2 separate regions of the Sus scrofa genome follow, and region 1 is linked to region 2. The links are chromatin contacts, called in public HiChIP or PLAC-seq maps. All regions are on one chromosome and are shown on one strand. Each heading gives the region's core, a stretch centred on a gene start, on an enhancer-like site or on the middle of the called end of the contact. The rest is flanking DNA. Distances are from core to core; before and after follow the strand shown.

The links. HiChIP or PLAC-seq counts read pairs in DNA pulled down with a chosen protein or histone mark.
Region 1: a contact with region 2 is called in an H3K27ac HiChIP or PLAC-seq map of skeletal muscle. The contact joins the promoter of PER2 here to the promoter of HES6 in region 2. A contact is called at or near these places in 1 of 5 promoter capture datasets (fetal liver), 4 of 47 Hi-C or Micro-C datasets (blood, embryonic fibroblasts, retroperitoneal adipose tissue and 1 more) and 2 of 2 datasets of contacts at active chromatin or transcription factors (alveolar macrophages and skeletal muscle).

What each region holds. Positions count from the first base shown.
Region 1 is chr15:137,833,379-137,839,643 of Sscrofa11.1, forward strand. PER2 (period circadian protein homolog 2) reads right to left here and starts at 4,476. Exons shown (of 22, transcript XM_021074888.1): 1 at 3,564-4,476. The coding sequence starts at 3,817.
Region 2 is chr15:137,783,969-137,789,853 of Sscrofa11.1, forward strand. HES6 (transcription cofactor HES-6) reads right to left here and starts at 3,721. Exons shown (of 4, transcript XM_003359692.4): 1 at 3,406-3,721; 2 at 3,238-3,324; 3 at 3,054-3,135; 4 at 1,840-2,844. The coding sequence starts at 3,486. The coding sequence ends at 2,420.

The DNA of each region.
Region 1 (6,265 bases), core at 3,226-5,725, 50 kb after region 2:
GTCAGATGGCAGCAAAGGAGCTGAGCTCAGACTCTGACTCCGGGCCCCCGGCCACACCTTCGGTAGCGAGGGCTGCCCTGACCGAGGAGCACTCGGAGCGTCCAGATGAGCTCAGCGTCTGGGAAGCCTTGGCCACCGCCTGGGAGGGGGCGGAAGCGGGCAGGGCCTCGGAAGGAGGGCAGCCAAGGGCAGAAAGGAGCCGAGGCTGGCTGAGGCGCTCATTCCGCCGGCCTCCCTACGTTCACACACGCTCATAGTTTCCATAAGACGCGGTCGAGAAAAGGGGCGGCAGCCTGGGCCCCAGCTCTACCCCCATGGCCACAGCCAGCGTGGTAAAGGCTTCTCGCACTCGGCCTCCCTGCGTCTCGGCGGGATGTACTCTTCTCTGTGGGAGCAGAAATCCGTGTACAGCCAATCTCTGGATCATCAAGGGTTTGAAGTGGAGAGATGACGGTTGCAGAAGGAGTTCCCTTCGTGGCGCAGCAGGAAGAAATCCGACTAGGAACCATGAGGGTGTGGATTCGATCCCTGGCCTCGCTCTGTGGGTTAAGGATCTGGCGTGGCTGTGGCTGTGGTGTAGGCCGGCAGCTGCAGCTCCGATGGGACCCCTAGCCTGGGAACTTCCATATGCCTCAGTGTGGCCCTAAAAAGACAAAAAAAAAAAGACAGTAGCCGAAGTCCCAAAAGGTAAGCTCTCTATGTATGTCCCCAAACTGAACCCAGCCCCCAGCCCACGAGGCAGAAGCCACCAGCCCGCAAAGGCCTGGGGGGGTCTCCAGGGCACCTCCCACCCCCCAGAATGCGTTAGCCCCCTTCCTTTAGCCTGTTTCCGAACTTTGTGTGACAGGGATCCCAGAGCCTGTGCTTTGTTTCTGCAGGCCCCGGGTATTTTACAACCGCGGATCTTATAACATGTTTGCTACTTCCTGGTCAGAGCCAATTCCCCGAGGCCAGCCTGCTGCAATCCCGAGAAAATGTTTGTCCTGCCAAATAAACACCGGCGCTCTCCATGGAAACGGCTGGGTAACTGAGGAAAATGTGACTGCAGCCGCCCAACTCCGGGAGCGCAGGGGGCTGGGGAGCGGCCCCTCCCCGCCCAGATCTCTGCCCTGCACGTAGAACCTCCCATTTGGAGAAGCACGGCATTTAAACCAACGGACCTGCAAAGACCTCAGCTTCCTGGCCTCAGCGTCTGGGTGCCTGGGGCAGCCCAGCTGTTCTTGGGCTTCTGTCCCCTCACGAAGAGCGCCAGGGAGCTCCAGGCCTTGGGGGCTGGTGAAGGCCCAGCTCCGCCTTCGGAGCTGCCGGCCTCTGATCCGGCAGCGGCCTTGGTCCCGCTCCCTGCTTCCCGCTCACGGCCTGCTCTAGACTTGGAAATACAGTAACAGACGTGTTTCAGACGGGCCTGCAAAGAGCACAGCGCTGAAACCAGGGCTTAGCAGAAAGGCTCAGGGGGCGGGCCCATCAGAGGCCCTGTCTGGGTCTCTGCAGGCTGGCAGGTGGGCCAGTGTTCCGCGAGGCGGGGACGCGCGCAGCGGCTGCAGAGCTGCCTGGTGGTGTGTTTCTGGTCAGCTTTGCCGAATACGGTCACTCTCAGCGTCACTCTTTCTTTTGACTCAATGCTGAGAGGTCCTGCCGGCCACAGAGAGAGCAGCCGGCCAGAGCCAGAGATGGGCTGAGGCTGGTGCGGTTACATCATCATTTAAAAGCACAGGCGTGCCCCCGCGTTTCTCTGAAAGTGAAGGGCATGAGAAACAGTACCAGTGCGAGGAATCTCTCCTATTTCCTTCGAAGAAAGGACGGCAGACCTGCCTCACAGGCTAACGTTAGTTAGGTGGCTCTACACGTCAGAAACTTCTGCCTCCTGTGCGCGAAATCGCCTGTAGGGCAAGAGGAATTCAAAAAGCTGGGGACTGAAACAGACTCACGGTCTGCCCTCGGCCCCCGGCACAGACCAGCCCCAGGTGGGAGCCGAGTCCCCCAGCGGCAGCCTCGCCAGCACCCCAGCCCCCCCAGAAAGCCGGGGCTGCGCTAGTTCTGCACAGTGAGTCACACGGAGATGACAGTGACAGATACCTGCGAACACCCACGGTCCCATCCCTGCTGGCATATCACACACGCAGCTCCACTTAAGGCAAAGGAGTCCCTTTCCTCGTTTCACTCAGACGCCTCACAAAAAGTGATGAGCCTTGTGTTGAACAGCTCATCGTCTGCTGAAAAGCTTCAGGTCGAGTCGTGCTCCCTCCTCAGCCAAACCCGCTCAGGCCTGGAGACCGAGCGTGGGGGCAGAAGGCGGGCACCTCCGCTTTCAGCAGAGGGAACCCGGTGGCCTTGCTGCCAGGGGCCTGGGAGGCGAGAGGTATTCACGGAGGGGCTTCTGCCATGGTGCTGGGATTCTTAACGTTTGGGGGGCCGGAGGCCCCTCCCCCCAAATTCCAGCCCCCTTGAGATTCAGCGGCACCCAATTTTAGGCCCTGACAGAACTTCGGAAGCTGATTCTGACCGACCCAGATCAATTCCTTCCGGATGATGGAAAGACCCTGCAGGCACCCTGAGCCTAGGCCTGGCCTTGCCGTGACGTGTGCCCAGCGGGCATCTGGGCCTCAGTGTCCTCAACAGTCAAGCTAAGGATGGTTTCCGGGGTACCTTCTGGCTCCGTTTTTCTGTGAGTATGAATCAGCTTTCCAAACTGTTTCTTCTGTGTAGGTTACAGAAACCCTGGCAACCAGTTGTCATCTCTTACCTTGGCCTTTCCGGAGCGGGCCGCCACCCACCCCTGGGTCCTTTCCAGGACTTGGCTGCCAAAGTACACCCAGAAGCATAAACTGATTGCTGCTTCCCAAAGGAGGATCCACGCTGGCCCCTGCCCCCGGCTTCTACCCCACCTGGGGAGAGAGAATAGACGCAGAGACCCAGGGTGGACATCAGGTGTCCGGGCCCTGCCTGGCCCAGGAAATATCTTGTCTCTCTGCTCACCCACTGCAGGGGACTCATGGGCTGGCCAGGTAGGACTCCTAGACCAGCGCCCAGCGGTGGTCCTTCCCCAGCCGGAGACTCGACTCTCTGGCCTCTGAGCAGGATGCCAGCTCCCGGAGGGGCCCTTCATGTTCCCAGGGACTGTCATACTGACCCTCTGTTGCCTCGGCCTTTCCAGCCTTCTCTCATGGGGGGTGGGGGTGGGGTGGGATAAAGCAGGGGAGAAGAGGAGGGTGCATAGAGAAATCATGTAGAGAAGGACAGTGGGATGTGAGAGTCACTCAGAAGCTCTGTGACCTTAGACATGTAGCCTAACCTCTCTGGACCTCAGTTTCCTAATCTGTGAAATGGGAAGAACAGTACCCACCCCAGGCCGGTTTCAAGACCAGGAGGAGTCAAATGGCCCAGGAAACCCTCGACCGCGCCTCCGCGAGCTAGAGGAGCCTTTGCCGCCGTCTGGAGCCCGTCGCCGCCGAGACCCCAGACCGCCGCCAGCCCGGCGGCGGTTACGTAACCAGTAAGCCCGGAGGCCGGACGTGGGTCCGCGCCCAGGCCGACAGGCCCAGCCCGCGGCGCAGCGCACTCACCGGGGCCGTGTCCCCGCCGGTCCGCCCGATCGTCCGCGCGTCGCCCGCCGACCCCGCGCCCGCGTCGCTGTCGCCGCCAAAAGCAGCGCGTAGCCCTCAGGGCCGCCCACCTCCGCCACCGCCGCCGACTCGCCGCTGTCACATAGTGGAAAACGTGACCGCTCGCCGTGCCCGCCCCCGGCGCCCGCCATTGGCCGCAGTGCCGCCTCATCTGCATACCGGGAGGGCCGGGCCTGCAAGCGCCGCGCACCCATTGGCTGAGGCGCCCATCGCTCTCTTTACATAAGACGCACATGGAACTCCATGTTCACCGCGTCGGTTCCTCAATGAAGACGCGGGGAGCTCGAGCCTCCCTCCCTGTCCTCCTGAGTGGTCCCTTCCACTTCCGGCCTCGGAGACTTCCATTCAAGACAGCTCTCATCTGTCGGCTTAGGGAGAGCGGAGTGGCGCGTACCACCGCGGGGCGGGGGAGCTGGGCGCGGGACCGGGAAGGGCTCCTGTGCATCCCGGCGGGCTGGGCAGCCGAACTCCGCCTGAAGTCCAGGGCTCGAGAGGCTGCCACCCGGAACAACTGGCCAGAGGCGCACCCGCCCGCGGCCAAGGCCTTGGGAAACTCCCTGCAGGCATCTTTCATCCGCTCATTCATATTCATTCATTTACTCACTCTCATTCATTCATCGCTGGGCGCTGAAGCTGCCCAGGGGACCCGACAGAACCGCCCTGCAGGAGCTTCTGGTTCACGCCCACCTAGACCATTCAGGGTGACAATTGCCCCAGATCTACCAGGACACTAGCTTCCAGGTGGGCTTTCTTATTTTTCAGACCTTGTGTCGCAAGTTTTGGTTTAGCAACGAGGGTCCTTGTTACTACAAGGATGTACAAAAGGAATAAATGATGTCCCTGCTCTCAGCCACGTCATTAGGGAGAAGGGACCGTCTCATGAAAAGGGAACTTAATGAAATGCACAACTGGGCAATATGGACGGTAAGTTAACCAGGGCTAGAGCTATGCCCGGCGGCTCCATGGAGGAGGCAGCACCTGAAGACTGGGAAAGGTGTTGGGGACCTAGGCTGTGGCCATTTGTTCTTTCAGTAAGCATTGTTTGGGGCATGTAAGCCCCCGGCCTTCTGTCTAGAGCGTCAGGAGAGAGTAGAACTTCCTCGCAGACTAGGTAGAGGCCCAAGGCTTTCCTGTGGGGCAGGAACCCGCAGGGCTGCTCCGCTCCAGCAGGCTCTGAAGCTGCAGGGTCCAATGGAAGAGGCGAAGCTGGCTGGGCTCTGAAGGGCTGAAGAGGCCTGTGGTTTGTCCTTCCACTGATCCATTCTTCCTAGGCTCTCTTGGGGACCAGGGACAGGAGGGAAGAAGAGTTATGATCCGGGGCCTGTAGCAAACCAAGCTGCCAGTTCCCAAAGCCAAATCCACATCAGGTATTTCTATGTGCGAGTCCGTTTTTCCCCTCACCTCGGCCAGGTGCGCGTGCAGCTTCATCAGACATGGATGTGACATGGGGCGATACCAACTTCAGGAACCTCCTTCCTACATATGGGCTGGCAGACCCGCCGCTGGGCTCGCACTCCTTGGAGAGGGTGGCCCCTCCTTCTGCTTCTCCGACAGTCACACCTTGGCACACCCCCCGCGCCCTTCCCTCAGTGCGTGCACACAAATGCCAAACAAATCCAGGCCCAGCTGCACCCTGCACACTCCCAAAGGCCTTTTGTTTCTTCGCATACATTGACGTCAATGGTGAGGTGCATTGTTCTGGAAGCAAGAGAAAACAGGCAGCCCTTTCACTTCCCGCAGAGATTCTCCTGCTCACCTGCTCTGTGGTCTTGCTCTATATTCTGCCTTCAGCCTAGCATCGCATTTCCTCCCTAATTTTAGCCTTTTCTGTTTGCACCCATTCATCCAGTAAAAGGTGAAATCCATTCTGTTAGAAATTATCAGCCTCATGGGCCTCTAGAACTCCTCAGAATCGAATCTGTGCTCAGGGTCTCACAGCTGCTTTCTTCATTCTTGTTATTGGAATCTTGCATTCAGTCCACAAATGGTTGCTGACACCTGAGTATTGAGGGGCACGCCCCTCATTGGGTCCTTGGCTTGGAAGGAGTTCCCGGTGTAGGAGGGGTGATGAGGCAGGTCCGGAAGCAGTTTCATCAAAATGGGTTGTGAGTCCCAGGTGAGCAGAAAAGACCTGGGCAGAGGCCTCCAGCCCAGCTCCAACAGGGCGCAAACCCCTAGGACAGGCCAAGGCTGTGATGACATCCACACTGATGGTAGCTGAGCGTGGGTGTGCGCTCGCGTGCATTTGTGCTTTCAGGTTGTGGGAGGTCGGGGGAATGAATTCTTTCCTGGTGAGTCTACGCTGACCTGGGAATGTGCTAGGATTAGCAGTCTTCTCTCGCACAGAACTTCTGGCACCGGGGAAGGCAGGCTGGCAGGAAGGATGTCCTGGTGGGGCGGTGGTGAGCCAGGGGCCCCAGCTATTGGGGGATGCTGTCCGTGGGAAGAGCTGGCCTCGGGTCTCAGCCTTCACCCCGCCTCCGAGCTAAGGCCGCTTGCCCCTGCCCCTGGTCCATTTCTAGCAGCCTGTTTCCTCCAGTGGGTCTGGCTTAGGTTCGGCCCTGTCCACTCATGCTTGGGCCCTGCCTGCAGGGCGCCTCTGCACCTGAGCCCCCAGGACACGCGCTGGCTCTCTTGTTTGC
Region 2 (5,885 bases), core at 2,471-4,970:
GAGCCACGTTTGTTGAGAAAGAAAAGCGGCTTCTCTCAAGGGCTTCAGGGAAGCTGACTCACGGGTGGGCGGGGGCACAGGGCCAGAGTTCTGGGTTAGTGGCTTCTGACCTCAGGAGGGCCCTGGTGTCGGAAACACCTCTCTCTCCAGCTCAGCCGCCTGTATTTTTTGTTGTCGTTCTTCCTCTTTTGGCTGCCCCTGCTTGGGAGTTCCTGGGCCAGGGATCAGATACGAACCATAGTTACGACCTAAGCCCCAGCTGCGGTGAAGCCAGATCCTTAGCCCACTGTGTCGGGCCAGGGATCAAACCCGCATCCCAGCGCTCCCAAGACTCCGTCATTCCCCTCGCACCACAGCAGGAACTCCCAGCCTCCTGTACTGTGAACCCCATGGCCTGGGCTCCCTTCCTACGGCCTCTGGGAGGATGTGCCAAGTCTGGGCACCAGTGTAAAGAGTGGTTCCTTCTAAACAGTCCCTGGCTGATGCTCCCCAAATGGCATCAGAGCTCATGACAGTGGCCTCTGGTTGCTGCTGGGAGTCACAGGGGACAGAGGTCTCACAGGTGGACCTGGTGGACATGACCTCTATCAATTTATCTGGCCGATTAAAATAATCCCAGGAATGTCTCCATCTCTCTTGAGCTCTTTTATGGACCTGCCTTCGCCACCTCACCCCCTCCATAACTCATCTCAGTCACTAAAATTAAGGTGCATCTGGTTAGAGCCTGGTGGCTGAGGCCTAAGACTGGATCACAGGGGAGCCATGGTGAAACACCCCTGGTGGCCAGGACCTGCTGAGGGGCTCTTGTTCAAAGGGCTCTGGGGAGAGTTGGTTTTTTTTTTTTTAGGGCCACACCCGCGGCACATGGAGGTTCCCAGGCTAGGGGGTCTCATCGGAGCTGCAGCTGCCAGCCTACACCACAGCTCACAGCAACGCCAGATTCGTGACCCACCGAGTAAGGTCAGGAATCAAATCCGCAACCTCATGGTTCCTAGCTGGATTTGTTTCCGCTGTGCCACGATGGGAACTCCGGGACAGATGTTCTTAAAGCAAAGGGCACACACAGAAGAGGCGACCAGGTGTCAATCCTCAACTGTCACACGTTGACCCCACCTGGGCATTGCCAACTCTAAGTGAGGACAACAACAAGCTGCTTTGGGGTCCTGGGGCGGGAGGTGCAGGGCTGGGCCCTCTGTGGCAGTGGCTCCTATCAACGGACCACAGGCTCTCTGCGGGCCCTGACCCAGCCCAAGGGGGCATCCCCTTCCTTTCAAGGTTTCTGACCTCCTGGGCCCAACTGGACCTCAAGTTCAAGCTGCCTAGGCGGGAAACTGGGTGGGTCTCCCCGACCCCAAGGTCACTGGCACTGGGGAAGCGGCCTCTTCAATCAAGAAAAGGGACAACCTCAGTAGATCACCATCTGCATCGCACTCATGGACCCAGACTTTTGAAAGGAACGTCCCAACCACAAGGCCGGCAACCAGGCATTCGTTTCATTCCCAGAAGCTCACGAGCAGAATGGTCCAGGGACAGGCCGTTTCCTTAGAGCTTGTTGCTCTGGCGACCGACTCGTGCAATGGTATCCACCACCAGGGTGCACCCAATTCCCGGGAGGGTGGGCCATGCCTGAGGACCTGAGGGGAAACCCATCTGGAACCACGTGGCCACAGGGAGGTAGAAGCACTGTCCACTGTGAGACCTGCCACAGCTGTCCCATCTGCACTGCCATCATCCTACTTATGTTGCTGACCAAGGGCGAGGTGTCCTAAAAACACAGCATTAGACACAGGAAAAAATGTGCTTGGTTTCGTATTTCTGCATTTGGCACATTAATGACACTGACTTTCCAAAATCCTTTATTTAACAGAATTGGAACAAACGCTGGCAACCTACTACACGAACTCAAGTGTGCTAAATGCAAGACATACAGGGAGCCTTGCTTCTCTCTGGCAGCTCTGGGCAAAGCTGCAGAATGCCTCCCTGTGTCCTGGCTGAATGGCAAGTTTGAGCTTCTGCTCAGACCAGGGCTGCCAGGGCCCGAGGTCTCCTTCTGCCAGGACACCCGTGCCCAGCTCAGCATTGCTGTCACCTTTGCCCCCAGACCCACACAGTGCCTGAGAAGTCTGGGACAGGTGAAATCCCGGAGAGCCCTGGCGACCCTGCAAGATCCTTCCTCCTGCCTGTAGGTCCCTCCCTGCACCCACCAGGGGCTGGTCCATAAATATTACTCCTTCAGGAAGCAGGGCTAGCGGCCTAGCTGGGCTGGTTATCCCTGCTGTTCACGGCAAGCCATCCTCTGGAGGAGGGTGGCAGAACCAAGAGACCCAGGACCCTGCCCCGACACACTTGGACCCCAGGGAGGAGAGACTAGAGCATGAGAAGGCAGGGTCCACCCTGCAGACCCCAAACTGGCCATTGGTCACCAAGGTCTCCAGACACTATGGGCCATGTGCGCAGCAGTCAGACTGCCCAGGGCTACGGGCACCAACTCTGGCCCCTCAACAGTTGCCCGGCTCAGTTCAGCCTCTGGGGCCTCCTCCAGGTCAGAGGACTGGTCGTCCCCGGAGCCCCGCGGGCTGGGCAGTGGGGACCCCAGGGGACCTCCCACTGGCCAGTTGCTCCGCCCGTGGACTCCCGGTGGCCCGGACAGGGCGTCCCCCAGCAGGTCCCTGAAGCTGCTGCTCTCGCGCAGCGGCATGGACTCCAGCAGGTGGTTCAGGAGCTCGGCGGCGACGGTGGCGTCGATTGCCTGGCACGTGGACACGAACGTGTGCACCTCGTGCATGCACTGGATGTAGCCGGCGGCGAAGCGCTCGCTTGCTTCCGCCTGCAACTGCTCACGCTCTACGTTCGAGGATGGAAGGGGAGAGAGCCGCGCCGGGCCCCGTGAGCTGCCACTGCCGTGGCCCGGCCCACCCGGACGGTGACTCACCCAGGAGAGGTGGGGAGCGCGCACCCCGTCTCAGGCCGGGAAGCCCTGGCTGGGTCCGGGGCAGGGGCAGGCCAGGCGACCGCGCTCCCCGCCTCCGCCCACGCGCCCTGCCGCCACTCACCGCGCGCCCGGCCCCGCAGCGCGCCCTGCACGCGCCGCACGGTGAGCTCCAGCACCTCTGCGTTCTCCAGCTTGGCCTGCACCTGCGCGGGCGGGAGCGCCCGGTGGGGGAGGGGCGGTGAGGCCCGGCCCGCCCGCGACCCCCGCCCGCCCGCCCGCAGCCCTCGGGCGCCCGCCCGTCTCACCTCGGCGCCCGCCAGCAGCAGCCGCAGCTCCTGCAGGCTCTCGTTGATCCGCGCGCGCCGCTTCTTCTCCACCAGAGGCTTCCGGGCCTGCGGGAAGCGAGCAACTGAGCCCCGGCGCTGCACGGCTCCCCGCCCGCCCGCTCGCCCACGCGCGGCTACAGCCAGCACCTTGCGGTCCCCCCTCGCCTCGCAGCCGTCCTCATCCTCCCGACCCGCACGGTCCCGGCCGGGCGCCAGCAGCGGAGCCATCACCCACACCGACCAGACCGCGGAGAGCGCTAGAAGCCCCCCGCGCTGCCCGCAGCTCAGCGGCCGGGAGCCGCCCTCCCGGCCTCCCCGCGTCTGACGCCGCGTCCTTACGCCGGCGGTCGCGCCCGCCCATTTTATAGCGCCTTATTTGCATCTCAATGCACCGATTGGCCGCCCGGGCCAATGAGAGAGGCGCGCTTTGTCTGGCCCCGCCGCCGGGTCGCGCGGCAGCTGGCAGGGCGTGGCCTGCGGGCGCGGTGGGGGTGGGGAGCCCAGCCCCGCCTCTGGGCGAACCCAGCGCTGAGGGGCACCCGAGGGGGCGACGACCCGGGGCGCTGGAGCCCGAGGTGCGCTAGGTTGCCTTCCTACCCTGAGCAAGGTCCGCCGGTGGGCTGTGTGTGCGAGCCGGAGCTCACCCACCCATCATTCATTCACTCTTTCCTTCACGCTTGACTTTGTTGACCGAAGGCGCAACAGGAGAGGAATCCCATGAGGGCACCACCGCACCGGCCGCCGTCTACCGACCTGGAGAGAGGTCTACAGGTCCGGCTGGGGTGGCTGCGGAGTTCCTGGGAGGTGAGGGCCCCCAGGGCAGCAGGGGTGGGAGCGGGCCCGAGGCCACCTTGCGTTTCTTGCGGACTCAAGCTTTGCCATCTTCTGCCTGCTCGGGGGGCCTCCGCCGGCCCCGCCCGCACTGCTCTATCTTTAGGCTCTCCTTCTCTGGTGATGCCCCTTGCCGACCACCTTTTCTAGTTCCTGTCACCGCCAACCCTTCCCTGGTCCCCAACCCAAGCTCGCCCTTCCCTAGTTCCTACCCTCTCTGCACCCCCTTCCCTGACCCCCGCCCTCCCTCCCCTCCCAGCCTTCCCTGGTCCTCACCCCACTGCACGTCTTTCCCTGGTCCCCCACTCCTGCTCCTTCGCCTTGGCCCCCATCCCCAACTCTTGTCCCCTTCGTCCCCCTCTTTTCCCCCTTCGGCTCCCTTCCCCCCTCCTCTGCCCCCGCCCCGTCCCGCCCCGCCGGGCTGGCCGAGGCTGCCGTCTGGTCGCCGTAACTTGATGCCTGTGACAGTTGGCAGCTGCAGCCCCTTCAGCGGAGAAAAGCGGCGGCCCAGCCAAGAGCGACAGGTGTTGGCCGCGCCTTTGTCTCGGCCCGCTTTGTCCCTCGAGCGGGCGCGGGCGGTGGGTGCGCCTGTGGCCGCTAGACGACCGCCACCCCCAGGCCGGCCGCCCATCTGCTGGCCCGGCTTCCCCGAGGGTGGGGTGCGTGGTGGGTGGGGCCGCGCCCTGTGGGTCCCTGCCTGGCCGCTGCTGGGTCTCACCACCCCCCAGCAGAGCCAGAATACCAATTTGCCTTCTAGCCGCCAGGCCTTTGCACACACGGATCCTTGCACCTGGAACAGGCTGGGGCCCCCCTTGGGTGGCTCCTTCCTCCCTGTCTAGGCCTCAGCTTCCCTAGCCCTCTACCTGCCCTGCCCTTGCTCAGTCCTCTGCTTCTCTCCCGGGCCTGGGATTGTCAGGGTCTGCTCTTCGCCCCTCCAGGGGATAAGTGTCCCTGGTGGGGGTAGGTGCTCACCGGGACCCGTTATTTTCCCTGAGCAGGAGCCTGGCCTAGCAGAAGCGCTGGGTGGGTGGGAAGGTGAGATGTCCCAAGCCAAGCCGGCAGGCAGCAGGGCAAAGAAAACTCCAGAGACTGAAGTGTGGTTGGGTGGTAGGACTAGGCCACAGACTGGAAAAGTCGAGCAGAGACAGCCAGGTGAGAACGGGCAGAAGGGGCTCCCAGGTAGTTACAGAGGTCGGTTTGAGGTCTGAAGATGGATCTGGAGTTCCCGTCGTGGTGTGGTGGAAACGAATCTGACTAATATCTGTGAGGACACAGGTTCGATTCCTGGCCTCGCTCTGTGGGTTAAGGATCCTGTGTTGTCCTGAGCTGTGGGGTAGGTCGCAGGCAGGCCGGGAGTTACAGCTCCAATTTGACTTCTAGCCTGGGAATCTCCATATGCCATGGGTGCGGCCCTAAAAAGATAAAATAAATAAATACATGAAGATGGGTCTGACAGCTATTCAGGTGACTATTTCACCTAAGACTCCCCACCAGAGGGACCTCCACAGGGAGGGCAAGTTTGGTCAGGTGCCTGATGGTTCTCGAAGTCACCTCACTAACCTCATAACTACCTGGGGGCCCTTTCTGCCAATTCTCACCTGGCTGTCTCTGCTTTTCTTTCCTTTTCTCTCTTTCTTTCTTTCTTCCTTTCTCTCCCTCCCTCCCTCTCTCTCTCTCTCTCTTTTTTTTTTTTGCCTTTTAGGGCCACACATGTGGCATATGAGGTTCCCAGGCTAAGGGTCAAATTGGAGCTGCAGGTGCCAGCCTCCACCACAGCCACAGCAATGCCTGATCCG